Regions from separate parts of the Rattus norvegicus genome. Here region 1 is linked to region 2. A link is a contact called in public Hi-C data. All regions are on one chromosome and are shown on one strand. The core of a region is the stretch at or near the end of the contact, and the rest is flanking DNA. Distances in the headings are between cores, read along the strand shown.

What was found. Hi-C and Micro-C count contacts between places; a contact is called where the count stands out from the background.
Region 1: a contact with region 2 is called in a Hi-C map of Schwann cells, with 2.7 times the contacts expected there. The contact joins two enhancer-like sites. A contact is called at or near these places in 4 of 12 Hi-C or Micro-C datasets (Schwann cells, hepatocytes, kidney and 1 more).

Annotation. Positions count from the first base shown.
Region 1 is chr15:104,060,122-104,065,337 of GRCr8, reverse strand. No RefSeq gene overlaps it. Among named protein-coding and RNA genes, the nearest start is that of Rap2a, 59 kb to the right of the region's middle. Within about 2 kb of position 3,552, at least 14 of the 93 cell types and tissues checked have an H3K27ac peak or open chromatin away from gene starts, as enhancers often do. A contact at or near this core is called in Schwann cells, where this site is marked.
Region 2 is chr15:103,944,227-103,949,817 of GRCr8, reverse strand. It overlaps Mbnl2 (muscleblind-like splicing regulator 2), which reads right to left. Exons shown (of 9, transcript NM_001111064.2): 9 at 1-2,780. The coding sequence ends at 2,766. Among named protein-coding and RNA genes, the nearest start is that of Rap2a, 57 kb to the left of the region's middle. Within about 2 kb of position 2,992, at least 4 of the 93 cell types and tissues checked have an H3K27ac peak or open chromatin away from gene starts, as enhancers often do. A contact at or near this core is called in Schwann cells, where this site is marked.

The DNA.
Region 1 (5,216 bases), core at 2,303-4,802, 110 kb before region 2:
TCTCTGATTCCTTCAACGGGGGTCTTGGGGATGTTTCTTAAGTGTGAAAAGGAATCTCAGAGAAGACAATGGTTCAGACTGACTGAGCACATGAGAAAACTAGCTGTCCCTGACCACACCCCACCAGTGTGAAAGGAAGCGTTCTGGACCACACTGAGGAGTCAGCAAGATAGATGCTAAGGAGGAACACTGTCGGGGATAAGCAACAAGGACGGATTTAGGGATGGCATTTAACTGTAAAGTTTCCTGTGGGAAAAACTAAGCAAGTATTTAAAACAGTAGGAAGAAACCGCCATGGGGAATGTTAGCCCTTCTTAATGCAGTGATCTTGGCATACGTACAGGAAGAGGCTGTGTTTATAACTATTTCCCAAATCCTAAATTCCTCCAACCATCTACTCAGGCAGAGAGGCACATCCAAGCTGTCAATTAGGAGATGGGTAAAGTGATTCTGTTGACAAATATTTTTCAAAACCTGAGGAACGATTTAGGGTCATTTGTATGCAAATCTAAAATTAGTGTGTCTGGAAGGGAAAGAGGGTGCAAACAGAGAATGTAATGGTTTAGTGATTGATTGGCTTCTGTGCCTACAGCGTGGAAAAGGGCAGCCAGTCCACATGAAACCATCCATCGGGGACCACACACACTGGGACAGTCTAAAGGCTGTCCGGTGTGACAGCAGAGCTGGAAGGCTCTTGAGTGAGAACCGGATGGGAAATTCTGAACTCAACCATTGTTGATTTTGGGACTCTCCCGGGCCTGGGAAATCCTTGCCCCCATTCTCCCCACTAGAGACTTGTTGGCTCCCAGACAAACACGATAGAGACTAGAAGAGGCCATTTCTACCCCAAGGGAGAGACTCCAGGAACCACACTTACCAGCCGCTGTTGGCGCTGTTGGAGCATGATCCTCAACCCTGGTGCGAAGCCTCTCCGGGTCTTCCTCAGTCACTGGCAGCCAGGACTTCACGGGGGTGGGGTGGGGGTGGGGGGTGGGGGTGGGGGTGTCAGTGGTGGAAAGGATGCACAATGTGCCGTTTTGATCTGCGCGCCACGTTCAAAGTCTCTGCCCAGTGTTTCTTAGAAGCAGCTTTGTGAATAATTCAATCTAATTGGCCAACCCAGTTCAGTGTTTAAGAAGACAACTTGGTTAAAGCAAAGATACACCAAAAGTCGAAGGTAGGGTTGGCTCAGAGGGAAAAGCCCCTGCTGCACGTCCCGATGACCTAAGTTCCAGTCCCACAAGGTGCAAGGAGAGAACTGACCCTGAAAGTTGTCCTCTGACCTCTGCATGTGGGCACGCGAGCGTGTGCGTACACATACATGCACATGCACACACGCACACACACATGCATGCACACATGCCCACACATGTGTGAGCACATACCCACACATGCATGCACACACGCACATGCATGTGTGAGCGCACACACACACAAACACATACACTCATATGTCAAATCAAATCATTTTTTCAAAGTTCAAGGTAAGAGGAGTAAATAGCCTCTCTGGTAAGATCGGCAACTTTGCACCCTAGCACAACTGTAATTTTAAGCAATAACTTTTTCCACATTCCGTCCTGACCTGAGGATCCAACAGCCAACCACTTCCCCATGGTGATTGTGCTCAGGGAGCTGACAGCAGGAGCTAACCGATGTGACAGACTCTACACCTCGGTGGATGCTTTGGGCACACTGGGGATGGCTAGCCCTGGAGTTCCCTCAACCCAACCTCACATTCTCTAGCATGCTCCCCCCATTTGAAACTTTCCCACGTAACTTATCCCTTCTTGATATGCTGGGTGTTTTACCTTTTATTATCATAATGGCTATCACTTGGGTTTTGTGAGTCAGGGTCTTGCGCCACAGTTCAGGTTGGACGTGAACTTAAGATCTTCCTGCTTCAGGATCCCAGATGTGACTACAGGCGCATTCACCACACTCGGCTACACTGTGTATGTGTGTGTGTGTGTGTGTGTGTGTGTGTGTGTGTGTATGTGTGTGTTCATGCTCATATGTACATGCATTCTTGTGTGTGCATGTATCCATATGTGTGCACACATGTATGGAGGAGTGCACATGTGTGTGGAAGTCAAAGATTGAGGTTGAACATCTTCTTCAGTTTTTCCCCACCTTGATTTTTGAGCTCTGAACCCAGGGCTAACCAAGTCAGCTGACTGACTATCCAGAGAGCTCCAGGATTCGTGTACCCCTGCCCCACCGCTGACACTGGGTTTATACACACATGCCATTGCACTAGGCTTTTTACACAGATGTTGGGGATCTGAGCTCAGGTCCTCATGCTTGCATGGAAAGCAGATTACTGACTGAGCTATCTCTGTGAGCCTGATTTATTTCTTTCAAACAAAAAGTTTGCCTCTCTGTCTCTCTGCCTCTCTGCTCCTCTCTCTCTCTCTCTCTCTCTCTCTCTCTCTCTCTCTCCCCTCTCCCTCTCTCTTCCCTCTCTCTGTTTCTCTTTCTCTCTCTCTGTCTCTCTGCCTGTCTGTTTCTCTGTCTCTCCCTCTCTCTGTTTCTCTTTCCCTCTCTCTGTCTCTTTCCCCACTCTCGTGCATGCATTCACACACAAGCTAATGAGAGCATTATTTTTGTCTCTTTCAAATGTTTGATACAGAATAGGCATGTAATAAACACTTGCTGAATTAATAAACAAAGGAATGTCCCTTCAGATGTTGTGTTCTCTGCAATGAGATTCTGACCTTCTCTTGCCTCTCATTCTGCAGCTTTGCTCGGTGTAACTGTTAGATGTGCGAGGCTGTCCCATGACCCACTAAAAATGGCTTTGTTCCATGTCCAGATGTTTCCTACACACCACTCAGGGCAACAGCCAGAGACTCAGGCAGCTCACTGACCCCTGGCCATGGGCTGTTTCATTATCTCTGGCCTGCAGTTATTATGGACAAAGAAGAGGCCATCTTCCCATGGCATTTATCTTGATGCCCCATCCGGCTCGGAAGCTCTTCCTTACCTTCCTAGCTGGAGCAAGCCCTCCCTCGGCTTCATGCTATTTATAGTCCAACCCACTGGCTGCCAGATATTTTGTTTCTCCTTCCAGAATCTGACTCCCCCATATCCCCTCTGCTTTCTGTCCAGGAAGGCTGATTTGCATGGACACTATCAAAGGAATCCTAGTCCCCCTTGCTTCCTTTGGGGTCCAGCCAATGAGAATTCCTGGCAGGAGAACTGAAGAAGGGAGGGAGTGGGACAGGCAATTCCTGTAAGTCTGCTGTGGCCTGGGGTACCCCTTCCTGACAGCTGCTGCCCCTCACCCAGCACTCAGCTCTCTCAGCCTCTAGATGCTGTAATTCTCACTACTGGGTCCTAGTACAGGAGTGGGAACAGTTTCCCTGCAGCCCTCTGAGATTCCCTGGATGTTTCCCCTACACAGTCTACACCTTTGTAAATTAGCTACTTTGTAAATAAGCCTTTTGTAGCATCTTTTAATTTGCTTGTGCCTTCTGTTCCCTGGGGCCCTGATCTGTGCAACCATTTGGTTTCAGTTCTCAGCTGTGCTGTTACTGTGACCTCCAATAGAGGGCAGAAAAGTGATAGAGAAATTTCTAGAGACTTCCAAAATCTCTATCCAATATAACATCTCCGATTGCCAAACCACCTGTGATAGTTTCTCTTCTGGTGCTATGACAAAAGACCCCTGCAGAAACAGCCATGAGGGAGAGCCGGTCTGTCTTAGATAACAGTTCCAGCCCATTGTGGTAGGGAAGGCTTGGCAGCAAGAGCATAAGGCTGGCCTGGTGGTCAGGAAGCAAGGTAAGAAGAAAAAGGGCCAGGCTACAAACCCTCAAAGCCCACTTCCTTGGGCTAGGCTCCACCTCCCAGTGTTTCCATAACGTATCAAAACAGCCAGGGACCAAGTGTCCAAATACATGAGTACATGAGGACATTTCACCACACACCAGCATTCATCTCTCTCTGCTGACTGGCTGTCTTTTTTGTTTTGTTTTATTAAACCATTCCATTGTTGTAAAGAGGCACCATTGCCACAGCAACTTATAAATGGAAGCATTTAATTGGAGGCTTCCTTGATGTTTCAGAGAGTGAGTCCATGATCACCATGGTGGGGGGCCCAGCGGCAGGAAGGCATGGTGCGTGTATGCTGAGAGCTCACATCTGTCCACAGGCAGCAAGCTGAGGGGACTGGGCCAACTGTGGTCTTGAAAACTTAAAGCCTCCCCCATCCCATTAACACATCTCCTTCAGGCAGTCAAACCTAATCCTTCCCAATCTGTTCTGCCAGCTGAGGAGCAAACATTCAAATATATGAGCCCATGGGAGCCATTCTCATTCTAACCCCACACTGGCTATGGATGCAACGTGAGCAGCCGCCCTCAGCGCCTCATCACCAGGCTGTCATGTCAACCTGGGGAAGGTGGGTGATAGGACCTGAGCTTATGAACTCTCAGACTGAGACAGTGAAAAAAGCGACTGACACACACCCTTCCTCCTTCTCTCCTTCCTCCTCCTCCTTCTGTTCCTCCTCCCTCTCCTCTTCCCTTTCTCCTTCCTCCCTCCTCCCCCTCCTCCCCCTCCTCCCCTTCTCCTCCTTTCCCTTTCTTTCCTTCCCCTCCTCTTCCTCCCCATCTCTCTCCTCCCCATCCTCTTCCTCCTCCTCTTCAGCTTCTCCCCTGTCTCACTCCTCCCCTTCCCCCTCCTCATCCCTCTCTCCCTCCTCCCCTCCTCCTCTCTCTCCTCTTCCCCTCCTCCTCCTGTTCTTCCAGCTTTTTGGTTTGTTTGATATTTTTTCTTTTCTTTTTGATAAAAAGACCTTATAAGGTACAGTGCCTGGGTATTCTCTGCAAAGATTTTTTTGTGTGTAGGGCCCGTACTTTTCAAAGCAGGTTTAGTGGAGTGCATCCACTGATCACGTGACTGGCATGCGGCAGTGAACAGAGAGCCAGAGTCTCTGTTCTGTGCAGGTGCTGCCTGAAGACCCAGCTTAGGATGGCTGCCAGGTATCTCCTCCAGCATGCTTCGCTTAAAGCCACTTGAGAGCTCAGCTGGAAGTATGGCCTCCTGGCCATTCCCTGAACTCAGGGCAGGACCTGCTGTCCAGTGGCGATAGACTCAGACTCTCCCACCCATCCTTTCTGTATTCTGTAGACTCCCTTGACAGGACAGTAAACACCACATCCCAAGTCCTTTGTGCCTCTGCTGGAGAACCTTCCGGCAGTACAAACGGATTT
Region 2 (5,591 bases), core at 1,743-4,242:
TGCTTCTTTTATTTCATTGGTTGTACATTGGGTGAGTGAACTGAATATTACAACCAAAACATAGAATTGATACAAATTAGAGTCCTGCTTACACCGTGAGATAACGAATGAGGGAATTCTTTAAGAAGTGTTACAGAAAGATTTAGTAGAAATGTGACCAGTGGCATATGGCTGAAAGAATATTTCTGTGAAGTGCTGTTATATCCTGAAAACCAAGAGTGAAATGGAGTTCCCATACGAGTGGAGTTAGTTTCCTAACTTCAGTAAGCTGTTGAACTGATATCTTCCTGTCTTGGATATTGGTGATTTTGTTTTTGTAATTAAACAAAGCATTTAAGATTTATCCATCATAGTCAGACTTCTGAATATAAACAAACTTTTGGCAAATAATATTTATACAGAAAAATAGTTTTAGATCCTCTCAAATCCCAGAATTATTCTATAAAATTACATTATAAATAAATAAAAAGCAAAATCTGTTGTACATATATTTGTACATCTATGCATTTGCCTTGCTTCCTCCTTATTGGAAATGGCGTATTTGACTCTGCATATTATAATCACAATTCTGGAAAATGGATATCATAGTAAAAATACAGTCATCTATATTTGCTGGGGGATAGAGGTGATGTTTTGATGCTCAATTATTAAAGGGCTGAAAATAGCTATGTGCTAGTAATTTTTAAAATAAAAAATCATGAAAAGAAAGAAAAAGAAGACAGTTACAACAATTAGTCTACAAAAATATTTCGGTGATTCCCATAATTTACCTTTTTAGTCTACTATCTTTTTAATGCGTTTAAATGAGTAAGTAAAGAAAAAAAAATAAGTCTGAGTGTTTTAGGCAAGTTGTAGCGTAACTACATTGTTATAGCTGAGAGAGTTACAAGTATCAATAATACATGAAGATGAGAACTATGGAAGTGATACAAGTTAGATACAATACCTTTCCACAAATTAAAAACAAACACGATACAAGCACTACTCAAGATTACACTCAGAATGGGATTTCTCTTTGATACAGTTATCAGATCTATGATGTAAGATAAATAGATAGTAATTAGACTTTGACCAACATGAATTAAATGCAGTTTTTTTCTCAATCAAAACAAAAATGATATGGTTGGATGCCTTTAGTTTTCAGAACAGGCAATGATACCAAAAATTTAAAATATTTTACATTCAATCTCAAAAGTCAAAATACTTCAATCACTAAAATGTTCACAAAGAAAATGGATGTTTTAAACAATTACACATAATATCCATTTATAACAGTTGTTTCATTTCTTAAACAATAATTTAAAAACTAGGTACTGTGTAGGCTATGTGCAACATATAAAATGTGAAATATGAAATATTTGGTACGATAGTGCTTAAAATAAACTTTAAAACAAACCTTCTGAACAAAATTTAATTGTATCGCTATTACCTTGAAGATCAACCAAGTATTTAAAAAAAGTAAACAACATTAAAATATGTTTCATCCATATATAGTATATATATGTATGCGTATATATAATATGTATGTACTTGTATTAAAGTTTTTTATACTTTTGAGACATAAAATATGCTTTAAGGTGAAAGAATTAAAAGAACTATTTTTTTCCATGCTGTAGTTAGTTACAACCCTTTAATCCAACTTTTAAAATGCAAAAACAGTAATGGATTTTTTAAAAAGTGAAACTATCTACTTCTTTTTTTTTTGTTTGTTTGTTTACATAGTAATTTAGATTAAAGTCACAGTTTGCATCTGTAGTGACTAAACTCAGACGTACTTAAACTGGAATATTATACAGACCTCCTCACCTACAGCTTCCCTGTTTGACTAGGTTTTAGTTTAGAGGAGTTACTCAGTAACAGGCAACCGGAGGGTGAGTTTGAAAGACCAATCCCTTAGATTCGACTGTCGGCATGAGCCTTTCATTCTTGTCAAGCTGGATGAAGTCTGGCAAAATCTAGGCACTTCTACAAAGTCTCTCTTATAAAACAACTTTAAAAATATACTTGTGAAATAATACCTCCAAGACTTTGTCGGGTTGGGTATGAAGGTCATACCGTGCAAAGTTTTTTTTTTTTTTTTTTTCGATCTATGCAATGTTATTCTAGAATCCCATGATTCAGTGTGGCATCTCCTGGCAAAGCGAACCCCACACTCTTGATGTGTCCCCGGCAACTGTGCTTGAACTGCCACTCAGATTTTAGACCTGCGAGGCAGGTGCGTGTTTTACTTCACTTCCCGTCTCCTGCTTCGAGTGTCCGTCTCCTCAGGAAGTGAAATCATACCCTTATGATCCAGTCAGGAAATGAAATGGTGGTGATTGGAATTAGAATCGAACCTGCCCTTGGAATAGGTACTTAAACTAAAGCTAACTGCTTATTGCTAAATTTGAAGTATTCTGAGTCGAAATGTGTATACTGGGTGGGCTTTCTGCATCGGCTATAGTTATGGAGATAAGACAATATTCCTGGGACAGAAACTACGCTCAGAACCCTGTAAAAGAAAACCTCATCCTGTATGTCTTTGAACATCGCAGCTGGTCTCAGGTAGTTAACTATCTTAGGCTGGAATATACTAAGCATACCATATTTAATACTCGTATATGACATAGCAGAACTAGCCTTAGGGTTGCGGTCTGTCCGGAAGAACTAAATTTAGCATGCAGTTTGTGGCAATTCTATTGAGGAGCAAAGGGGATAGTATGTACAGTAACAATGTTTAGTTATTCTCAATGCAGATTCTTGGCATTCCATTCCATTTCTGTTGATTATTTCAGAATTATCTGTTAAAGAAAAAGACAAGCGCAATTTAGACTTCCTGCAGGGAAAAGAAGAAGCTCAAGTCTTATTCTTTTGCAGACAGATATTTGAAAGCAGAACGATCTCCAACATCTCACAGTTCTGACACGATCATTAACTTTGTAAAGCCTGTACCCTTCATGCTGAGGATGTCTGCACTAGACCGTTTCTTCTGTGTGCCCGTGGCAAGGAGTAGTGACTCACACACACAGTGCTCTGTGAGACCACGGCAGCATGTATGTGGGCAGGCAGTCTGTCCCGCCCTCAATCTCTTTAAGTGATTTTGCTTTGTATTTCTTTGGTCTATGCTCATATCACTAATCAAACTGACATTAGATCTACTGACCAGAAAGTCGAGTCAAAGAATTCATCTTGGAAAGTTGTTTTTGAACTTAACTGTACACATTAATCAAGCAGATAGTTTAACTGTTCAGTTACAACTCAAAAAATGCAGTCTTATCAAACATAGCCTTGTGCCTGAACAGCAACCAGGTTCAAATGCAGGATATGCTTAAACGTCACACTGAGAAGGGATAAGCATCTAATTAAGCAGTTAAAAATATTTGTAATAAACACAAAAGCTCAGACAAAGTTCAAGCCAAGCTACTACTAGCTCCAAGCTGTGGCTTCTGGGGTTAACATCCAAGGTCCCTGCTCTGCTCTGCATCACTGGACTGTGACTCCAGGGCCTTGCACATGCTAGGCCAGCACTCTGCCACTGAGCTAACCCCCCCAGCCCAAGGGTGTCCCTATCTAATCCAATGCTCTTGGGTTGAGGGGTTTGGGCCTATGCAGTCTAGACCAATAAGTATCACGCTTGGGTATAAAGTTTTATCAAAAGTATTTGCTCTTTGCAGCACACTAATGAACACAAGTTCATTTGTTAGGTAGCCAAGAAGAAATAAGAAATAACTGATGGAACGAACCCCCTGTGGTAAATATTAGCTAACACTGGTGCACATCGGGTTTCAGTTCCCAATAAAAGGGTTATTTCTAGAGATGTAATTTATTATCCTATTATATCAGAGTTTATGCCTGATATAGTTCATATGTAATACTTTAGTATACTCGAGTGATAAACATGTCCGTCCTTTACTTCATTGGGCGTACAGAGGCGGTCTATGGAATGGGCTAAAAATGGAGGTGACTTATGGAAATCTATGTGAAATGAAGGTTTGGAACTTCGAGATCCTGAGGCTATTCACCTAAGGTTTAATCACTCATCTTTACTTCTTTGGCTGCACGAGTGTCTGGGAGTGAGGATGCTACACTGGGGCGGGCGCCCAGAAGACAGTGTTGGGAGTTCTGAGCTGCTCAACTCGGGTGCTGGGAACCAAACATTGATCCTACAGAAGAGCAGCAGCTTCAGGTACCCACCGAACTGTGGGTGACTGATCTGTGAATAAGGGCAACATAGAACTTTTATATGTAGATACTGTCATGGGATTAGAATGCATTTATCATACTGTCTTTGAATGACGTCATGGCAGTTAGGTAATACTTAGAATCTCCGAATAGTCAGTTTATACTTTGATTTTAGATTTAGGTAGCTGACTATTAAATAAGGCTTTCCTGTATTTCAGTCCCCAGCCTCCATGCTATATCTGTACAACAGATCTGCTTCCCAGTGATGTCTTCCGCTAATCACGTTCTAGTTTTTCCCCTATTTTCTCTTAGTTTAGCAACAGACCCTGAAGGGTACAGGGGACCCACTAGCTCCTTAGACAAAATAATGATGTATTTTTTTTGGAATGTACACAGTTCTGCTTATTGGATGAAGTAAAAAAGCCGGACAGAACAAAATTACAAACACCTGATGGGCGCCCTTCAGAAAACCTAGCAATGAAAAAGGGGGTTTGCATTACGGAAACTTACAAGGGTGCTTTTAACGTGTTCGTGACAGAGAGACCACTGGGAAATAGCTAAGCTGGAGCTCCTGCAGCCTGCCTTCCCCCTGCCAGTGAATGGAGTGCATGAAGCCAGTCAGTGCCTGGAGACAGACAGGGAAGAGTGGGCTCTGGTGTTGCTGGACGAGTCTAGACCAGAAAACTGTTTCTCAGGGCCGTACCTTTGTCTGTCTATGGCACGCCATGCGTGTGTAGGATGAAAAGGCTGGGACATACTCAGAGCAGCTGTGGGCTTCAAGGACTTCTGGGATTTGACCTCAGGGCTGAGTGAGACATTCAGTTTTTCTCCTTAGAAGCTCCATTTGTGGGTGGCAATGGTTTCCATGGAAGTCTCATTTATTGCTTCTTCTTTTCTCTCTGAGAACACTAACTCACTGGGACTGTCTGAATGAAGTACATTCTAGGGTGAAGTGTCCCTGTACCACATCCATATCTGTATTTCCTGGCACACCTCTTCATCACTTTGCCTCTCCCATTCTTTCTTTTTTCTTCCAGAGCTGAGGACCGACCTCGGGGCATTGTGTTTGCTAGGCAAGCTCTCTACCACTAGGCTAAGTCCCCCACCCCTACTTCTACCATTCTTTATGACAGTTTTTTTTATACCCAGATGAACTGGACGCTTCAGAAGGCTTCTGAACATTAAATACTGACAAAAATCATATTATTAAAATACTAGGCTTACAGTTGATATAGGTGAGGTGGCAATACACTACAAATCTGATGTACACTTTAACAAATGCTTAATTAAAATATCGGGGCTGAAGAGACGGCTCAGAGGTCGACAGTGCTTATGACTCCTTCAGAGGGCTCAGTTTGGTTCTCAGCACCCATGGCCAGTGGCCTACAACCAGCTCCAGGAGACCCGATGCTCTGGCATCAGCCTCTATG